2 separate regions of the Oryzias latipes genome follow, and region 1 is linked to region 2. Evidence: chromatin contacts called from public Hi-C data. All regions are on one chromosome and are shown on one strand. Each heading gives the region's core, a stretch centred on a gene start, on an enhancer-like site or on the middle of the called end of the contact. The rest is flanking DNA. Distances are from core to core; before and after follow the strand shown. Region 1 holds the start of ssr3 (translocon-associated protein subunit gamma). Region 2 holds the start of veph1 (ventricular zone-expressed PH domain-containing protein homolog 1).

Region 1 (4,650 bases), core at 1,128-3,627, 280 kb after region 2:
AGAAGATAAACTGTAGCAGCACTGCGGGGTTATCTGCCCTGAAGAAGATTTGTCTATTTGTGTGTGTGTGTGTGTGTGTGTGTGTGTGTGTGTGTGTGTGTGTGTGTTTGTGTGTGTGTGTGTTTTCTATGTTTTGGGGGGGCTGGTTAGAATATGTTGTGCTGTTGTGTGGTTGTGTCTGACAGATCACTCACAGACAAAATAAATCTGGGGAAGAGGTAAACACGAGGAAGTAAGCGGTGATCAAGAATAAAGTTGTTCTGCTCCCTCCTCTTTGGCTTCTCTCATGGACCCCTGAAGTGCACAGCTAATTCCTAAGCTCTGCCCCAAAAAACAGGGACATCACGCAAACTCACCTCTCTGCTTTGCATTGTGGCACACGTGCACGCAAAACCCATGCCATCAGCTGTGCATGCATGCAGCTTACTCCTGCAGAGGAAAAAGGAAACCAGCTCAGCAGGAGGTGAAGCAGTGGGTCAGCTAGAGCAGCAGAACAAATGCTGGTTGTTGGTTTTTGTTTTGTTTTTCTCATCAGGTTTATTGTTTTGTTTGTTTTTTTGTATTCATTGTAGATCCCCTCTGGCAGGCGTGTCACAGGCTTGAAGGATTAGGTGAAGAAAGGAAAAGAACATTTAAATGTACTTGTCCGTTCATGCATATGTGGCTGCTGGGTCTAATCACCTTGATGTGTGACACATTTTATGAGGAAAAAAGTCTGGAAGAATAGCAAAAAATAGAATATACGTTTATTTTCTATCCTTTTTAAAAATTGTACCTACAGAGTCAACAGTCCGGAAAGTTATGTAGCTTTTCATGTGGGTTAACACATGAGCTGCTTATGGAACCAGAACTTTTAATAGTGTAAAAAAAATAAAGAAATAAACAACTAAAAGTGAAGAATTGATTCTAACTTCTTGTAGCTGCAACATTTTTTACTTTAATTAAAAACAAACTAAATATTTCTGGTGATTCAGAGCTGGGGGACTTTCTTCAAACAAGACAGCAAATACTGACCTCTAGTGGACAAAGTCTGAATTTCTATTTGCCAGAACTTGTTTAATTGCACTTTTGTTTCAGTCAGTTCTATCAGAATTTTTTGTTCACAATTAAAAATGATTTGAATAAAAAATATTTCATAATAACAATTTCATTTGAGTGAGATATTACCAGGTAATTTATAATGTCTTGTCCAGTGCAACGATCAGTTATAACCTGAGATCGAAGACCCACACTGATAAAATTTGTGTTTTTGGTGTTTTTTAACATGTTTTTGTCGCATTTTTCTCATGATGGGGGACATATAAAAAGAATTTTTAGCTTAAAATTGCATTTCTGAGAATTTCTTTATTCAAATAGTTGTAAATTAGGAGCAGATGAAAAAATGTGACGTAGAAAATACGTTGGGCGGACAACAAGCTCCCTGCTCCGCTGCATTCTGAAGCATCCACTTGTAGACGATTAGATCCATGTATGTCTTTGGTTTCCTCGTCTGAGCTGACATATGCCTCAGAACTGTACGGCTGGATAGCTCCAACATTGCTCGCCGTTTTTGTTGCTCTGGTCATATTTTACCTACATTCCCTCTCGCTCCCTACGCTCCTCCTCTTCCTTGCTTTCCGTCCACCCGGCCAGTCTCTCCATGGCCTCTGCAATATAGACACTCCCCATTTCAAATCCAGGTTAAACACTCACTTTTCTCACTGATTCTTTGTTTTTTTTCATGCCGGCTGATCTGATTTTATTGTGTTTTTAACATTTACTGCTTTTTGTGGTTTTATTGGACTGCTGTGGTGACTTTGGGCAATGAGAAAGGCACTTCAGATTAAATGCATTTAAATTATTAATTCTAGTAAGAAAAGAATAAATTTGCTGAATCAATCTGCAACTTCCACTCAGGTATTTAACAGTGATCAACAGTTTAAATTCTGTCTCTGTGCCCCGGCCAAACACACCTAGTTAACCTGAACTCTCTTTTTGAAGTTTGATTGATGATCTTCTGTCATTTGTTTCCTCCACCTGACCTCAGGCCTGCTGAACGTTTATGAGGCACTGGAAGGTTTCTAAGAAACTAAAAATTCCTGACATCTCAAGAGGTTTTCTGGAAGATAAATGTCAGGGGGGTGAGATTTCCCATTTTAGCACTAAACACTCTTATTAGACATACAAAACGGGATTAAATGTGGGTCAGTGAAACCCAACAGAATTTTTCCTATATATACTTTAGGTAAAATTTAAATTTTAACTGTGTGGTGTGGCTTACCCTAAGCAGTGATGAAGCAAGTGATTATTTGTTGCATTTTTATCCCCGTCTGGGTGGGAGGTTTGCTGAAACGGTGCCACGAGGCAAGAAGTGCAGCGCTTTGGTCCTCCGTCCTCCAGGGGGCAGCAGCGGCCACACTGAGAGGAAGTGGTGAATGAAGTCCCGGGATTGTGCTGACGCGTCCCTCTTTCCTCTTTCTTCCGACGTGTCAGTCCTCTTGTGTCCAGACAAAACCGAGGAGCTCACAGACCGTACATCTCGCAGATATGCCCCCGAAAGGCAGCACCAAGCAGCAGTCAGAGGAGGACCTGCTTCTCCAGGACTTCAGCAGGAACCTGTCGGCAAAGTCCACCGCTTTGTTTTACGGAAACGCTCTCATCGTCTCCGCCATCCCCATCTGTGAGTACAACTAGCTAGCTAGCTAGCTAGCCTGCTGAGATGGGTCTGAATAACAAGAAAAGATTGACTTTGATTTAAATGAAAACGTCGACAGATCCGTCAAAACGCCAGAAATGTAGTCGTGAATTTGTTTTTGCACGATATATGTTAATTTGAATTAAAAAGGGGGAGTGGTAGTACTTATGCTAATAATATTTTAGCTTTAGCTAACTGAGATTTCCATCAGAGATCAGTTCAGAAATAGTTTACCCCTCACAAGAATTAACTTAGAAACTATTCTGTTTTTATACAAGTTAAACTAATAAATACTATTTATGGAAGCAGCTTTTTTTTCAGCTCCACAAATGCCTATGAAAAAGCACGCATGTTTGCTCGTTTTTTAATTTATTTTTATTTTAGTCTATACAAAATTTCTAAAACGTCCAACAAGTTTCTCTTAGACTATTTTTGGAAAGGAAAAGTAATGACTAAGATTCAAAACTGCAAACTGCTACACAAATATGGGATTAAATAGCACTTTGACATGCTATCTGTTTGTTTATTTAAATGCATTCAATTATTTGTTACACAAATATACATTTGATTAACCTATAACTAACCTCGCCGACATCTGGCACAGCCCTCTCTGTTACCAGTCCCAAACTTGGAGGTAGCTGCTGGCATGGACGTCTTTTTAAGCTCTAAAATTTTAAAGTTTATAGTTTGTCTTTATCTTTGTATTTTAATTCACTATATCTTGTATTTTTTTAATGATGTTGACAATTGGACGTCAAGTAATGAGATGCGTTTCTAAAGATTCTATTCTAACATTGAATTGATCTAAAAATGTTAGGATCTTTAGAAAGTTTTTAAAACCTTAAAAAAAGTGGTAATAATATGAGGAAATAGGATTTGAATAAAAGTTTTCAAAACAAATTATTGTTTTTCTTTCTGCATTTAAAATGTTTAATGTTAACTAAAAGTTGTTTCACTTGGACTTCATCTGCTCTCTGGATCTTCTCAGAAGAAGCCCATAGTAAGTGTTGTGTGGTTCCTTCCAGGGCTGTTCTGGAGGATCTGGCACATGGACCTGGTCCAGTCTGCAGTCTTGTACGCTGTGATGACCCTGGTCAGCACTTACCTGGTTGCTTTTGCCTACAAAAATGTCAAGTTTGTGCTCAAACACAAGTAAGTATTAAAAAAAAGAAGAAATGAAATAGCTCTTCATTTATTAAAGTAAAGAGAAAAAGCTATATTTCAGTTGAAACTGGGAAAAAACGAGGGTCCAAATGTATTTATTAGTTTTTCTAACCAGAACGACTGCTTCACAGTACTCTGCAGGACCTCTGAGCCCACATCTGTAAATGTTTTTGTTTTATTAGGGTTGCCCAAAAACGTGAAGATGCTGTTTCCAAGGAAGTTACCAGGAAGTTGTCTGAGGCCGACAACCGCAAGATGTCTCGCAAAGAGAAAGACGAAAGGTGAACCACGCTAAGTGATGCTGTTTTTACGCAGGAATTGGATTGGAAGTTATTGTTTGAAATCAAGTTCTGAGTGAATTCAAGTTGTTTGCTGTTATTTTGTTGCTACAGATGCAGGACAGCCATGGCGGATGAGCTTTATTCTATCTGTACGTTTTGTGTTCATGGGAGTGATTCCCGTTGTGTTTTCCTGTCTTCTGACCAGGATTCTGTGGAAGAAGAACGAGGTAGCGGACTACGAGGCTACCACCTTCTCCATCTTCTACAACAACACGCTCTTCTTGGTGCTCGTCATCATCGCTTCCTTCTTCTTGCTGAAGAGCTTCAACCCCACTGTGTATCCTTTTCAGAGATGTTGCATATGTCAAGTTTTCATGAGACTATGGCACTGATGGTGCTCGCTTTATTAAGTGTTTACAGGTCATTTCACATTAGTCAATAAAATTAGTTATTTTGGCCAATGGAATTTACATTTATCTTATTTTTTCAGATGTTGCAGACTGACATAAGCATGTCCTTAATACCATAAGA
Region 2 (4,211 bases), core at 717-3,216:
TGAACATTTATTGTGGTTTTGCGAAAGGTGAAGTGGGACTTTGCGTCACTCGCTGGGTTATGGTCTCTAAGAAACCTGACCAAAGGGCTCTTTTAGTGTTAAAGGTTTCAGACCCCTGCTCTAGACAGACAGACAGACAGACAGACAGACAGACAGACAGACAGACAGACAGACAGACAGACAGAGACAAAAATTTAAAGGGAATTTATTTTGTATTGTTCATTCCCCAGCTTGTATTTTGCCATAAAAGGTAAAATACCGCCACCTGTTGACCACAAAAATGTTGGTTTTATTAACGCGACATTGATATTGAGATTGACATCCATTATTGGGCCTATTATTATAGAATTAATAAAATAGTAACTGTATTAAATATCAATCAGGTGTAAAGTAAAGTACAATTCAATACAATTATGTGTTTAAAACGTATTGATTGAGTTATACATCGATTCCTTCTCCATGACTGAAGCATTCATCCTGGCAGCTCAGGAACAAACCCTGAGCACCAGAGCAATAGAGGCTCAGATCTACCACACCAGACAAGACCCAAGGTGTAGGCTGTGCAAAGAGGCCCCTGAAACAATCCAGCACATAACTGCAGGGTATAAGATGCTGGCAGGTAAAGCATACATGGAGCGCCACAATCAAGTGGTTGGAATAATATACAGAAACATGTGTGCAGAATATGGACGGGAAACCTTAAAGTAAAAAAGTGGTAGAGAATGAGAGGGCAAAGATCCTGTGGGACTTCCAGATTCAGACTGATAGGATGGTAATGGCAAACCAACCAGACATTGTAGTGGTGGATAAAGAACAGAGGAAAGCCGTTGTGGTGGATGTGGCAGTGCCAAGCGATGGGAACATCAGGAAGAAGGAACATGAGAAACTGGAGAAATACCAAAGGTTCAGTCGAGCAAAACAAACAAAAACAACAAACTTAAAAAACCAAAATCATAAAAACAAAACAAAACCCAACAAAATAAAAAACTAAAAAGACAACAAAATAAAAAAACACAAAAAAATAAATAAACATAAAAGAACGAGAGAAAAGAAAATCCGCTCCACCACCCCTCCACCACCTTAATGTGGTGAAGGGGTTTTTGTGCTCAACTGATCCTAAGCTGTCTGCGGTTAATGGCCCTGGGGGGGCATTTTACTTAAGGTTTTCTGGATGACTTTAAATATGACCATTGACCAAAACATTGAGATCAATTTGATCGTCACATGTGATGAAAAAACTGTTAATGCTGAATTAACATTTTCAGATTTTATTTGTACGGCTGCACGGTGGCGCAGTGGTTAGCGCTCTTGCCTCACAGCTCTTGCCCCCGGTTCCAGTCCCGGCTGGGGGACATGTAAAAAACACAACATCAATGGGGGGCCTTTCTGTGTGGAGTTTGCATGTTCTCCCCGTGCATGCGTGGGTTTTCTCCGGGATCTCCAGCTTCCTCCCACTGTCCAAAAACATGCTTCATAGGTTGATTGGCAACTATAAATTGTCCATAGGTGTGAGTGTGAGAGTGAATGGATGTGTGATTGAGGATATTCCACCCTGTGACAGACTGGCGACCAGTCCAGGGCATCCTTTGCCTACGCCCAAGTGCCCGGGATAGGCTCCGGCAACCCCGTGACCCCGAAAGGGAATAAAACGGTTAAGAAGATGAAAAATGATTTTATTTGTATATTTTGCACTTGCAAAACAAATGTTTTTGCATGGGTTGCCTCATCTCGCTTTTTTCCAATCTTTAATTTTGCTCACATAAGTTTCAGTTTAGCGTGACGAAAAAAAAGGGCATAGAATATTCTGAGAAAAAAGTCAGAATTTTCAATGCCCTTATTTTTTCTTTCTCCGTACACAAATGTTGATAAAAAACATAAAATTGTAAAAAAAATTCAGGGGTGCAGACCCTTTTTTTTTTTTTTTAAAGGGTGCCACCTCTGGCCACCACGTGGGGGCGTGCCTGCATGCTGGGTGTCCGTTTCCACCTGTTGCCCTGTACTTTAGTCCACCGCAGGGTGGCGCGCTTCCAATGTCAGACAGGAAAGGACGGCTATAATAAGACCCGCTGTTTCGGGGCATCTGCTGCGGTGCTCGGATGCTCTGTGTGACTATGAGCCGCTGCGGAGAGCAGTTTGGAGGCGGCGTGACGTTCCCTGCCCGCTCGACGTCCAGAAGGTAAGCATGATGGAGGCTGCAGCTTCAGCTGCTCCACAGAAAGCATGTCAGCGCGCGCGAGGGACGGCGGCCAGGCAGCAGGAATGCGTCCAGCCTGACACTCATGCTGGGAAAGTTCAGAGAGAACATCGACAGGAGCCGCGCCTCTCAGGCGCAGAGCCGACGGCCAGACGTTTTTCTGGGAGTCCCTGTTGTTTTCTTGTCGTCTACCTGTGCGTGTCCCACAAACACGCGCTCACGTTTCCCCCCGGCTTCTGTTTAAGTCCAGATCCACTGTTGCTCCACACGCAGCATGCGCTCATACGCGCGGATGGAGTGGGATGCCTTCAAGGTCACAGACTTCCACAGTGTGTCCGTGGAATAGTTTTTTTTTTTTTTGTAAATATAGTTTCCAAACATGTCTGACTGAATGTTAGAATTTGTTCCTGCCAAATCCCCCATGATCCAGGTAACCTTTTCATCTGTCAGGTTGTCCTGTTGTGTAGTTCACGGCTCACTGGATTTCTGATGACTTTACTTTGATCTGACATGAAGTTCACAGAGCTGGAGGTCTTTTTTCCAGGGTCATTTTAGGACAAAGCTCAGATACCTCCTGCTATTTTGTGTGTGTTTATTTTGTGCTCCTCCTGCGCATTGGGAGAACTTAAAAGAGAACAGGAAGCATCCAAAACCATCTTCAGGTACAGAACATATCCCTTTAATCATTGTAACCTTCCAGGTCAGAGGAACAGGCTGAAATCAGAACATGTTTCTAGAGTTTGGAGTTTAGGCGGTTGGCCAGCAGGATTTGGGTAAAGAAAGAATGCTTTTGAAAATGTTATTTTGGCTGAGTGAGGCATTTTGGAGCAGTACGGCTTCTCAAAATGCCCCAACTGCTGCAGGAAAGTATTCACCACCCCCTTCTGAGACTAGTGGATTGGAATCACTGGCATTTAACAGAGTTGAGCCTGCGGAAAATTTGCCACACATGGCGCTTTTGAAACCCGTAGTAATGGCACACCCCCAAATTGAAAAGTGGAATAACTCATTTAATATAAGACAGTTTCTTTTAAAACAATTTGTCCCTAAAATGACAGAAAAATCAAACTGTTGGCACTTTTATTTGGCTTGATCATTGGTCACTTTGAAGACCCACTCAGATGAAAATGGTGTTTCTCTTGTTTTTAACATGTTCTGATTGCAATTTTCTCATGATGGGGGATATATCAAAAATATATATATAAAAAAGTTGGAAGAAGCTTGTAGCAGTGACGTAGAAGCTACAATCGGTGGGCCACAAGCTCCCTGCTCCATTCCAATGGATCCACTTGTAGACGACTAGATCTTTGTTCGTCTTTGTTTAGCTCCAGTATTGGTCGCCATCTTTGTTGCACCGGTAATGTTATATGGGGGGTTGGGAGGGACTGTAGCGCTAGAGCGTGTCAACAGATGGATGATGGGACATGAGGGCGCCCCAACAGTTCAGCCCACAACCCAGAGGTGAATTTTTAATGAACTACTGCCGCTCTGCAGAAACTATGTCCTAGAAAACGACACAGAATTTTTGATTTGGGCTAAAAACGACACAGTCATAAAATACCACTGGGAAACGCTTTGAAAATAGCTCAGAATGTGATCAGATCTTGACCTATGGGAACTGCTGCTTAGAGTGAACACAAGTAACTTTGTTTCCTGCTCCTCACACCGTTCTTTTTCTTTTTTCTGTATCTCACTCTTTTCTATCTTTGTAGCTTTGAGTGTTTTACTGTCACTACTTTTTTCCGCTCCTGTCAGGCTCAAATTCCCAGTCGCTCCTCCGCTGCCGCATAACTGCGAGGCATAAATGATGAAAAACCTTCCCTCCTTCCTCCTCTTCATGGGACACACACACACACACATTAAAACAGTCATACAGAGTTTTCCAGTGCTGAACCTCAGGGGGTCTTTCTTTCAAGTCTTCTGACGGTCTTCGTGCTGCAGTGTGTGAATCTATTTCCACAAACATCTTCAGGGAAACTCTGCTTGGTAGCTTATTCATCTTACTTATTCATGAAAT

Evidence for each region. A called contact is a pair of places that touch in the nucleus more often than the background predicts.
Region 1: a Hi-C map of fibroblasts shows a contact between it and region 2, with 3 times the contacts expected there. The contact joins the promoter of ssr3 here to the promoter of veph1 in region 2. A contact is called at or near these places in 2 of 5 Hi-C or Micro-C datasets (embryo and fibroblasts).

The regions. Positions count from the first base shown.
Region 1 is chr13:24,638,273-24,642,922 of ASM223467v1, forward strand. ssr3 (translocon-associated protein subunit gamma) reads left to right here and starts at 2,378. Exons shown (of 5, transcript XM_023961695.1): 1 at 2,378-2,659; 2 at 3,700-3,826; 3 at 4,021-4,119; 4 at 4,325-4,456. The coding sequence starts at 2,527. LOC105355500 (a long non-coding RNA gene) reads right to left here and starts at 2,341. Exons shown (of 3, transcript XR_002291568.1): 1 at 2,261-2,341; 2 at 357-429.
Region 2 is chr13:24,360,337-24,364,547 of ASM223467v1, forward strand. veph1 (ventricular zone-expressed PH domain-containing protein homolog 1) reads left to right here and starts at 1,967. Exons shown (of 15, transcript XM_023961681.1): 1 at 1,967-2,176.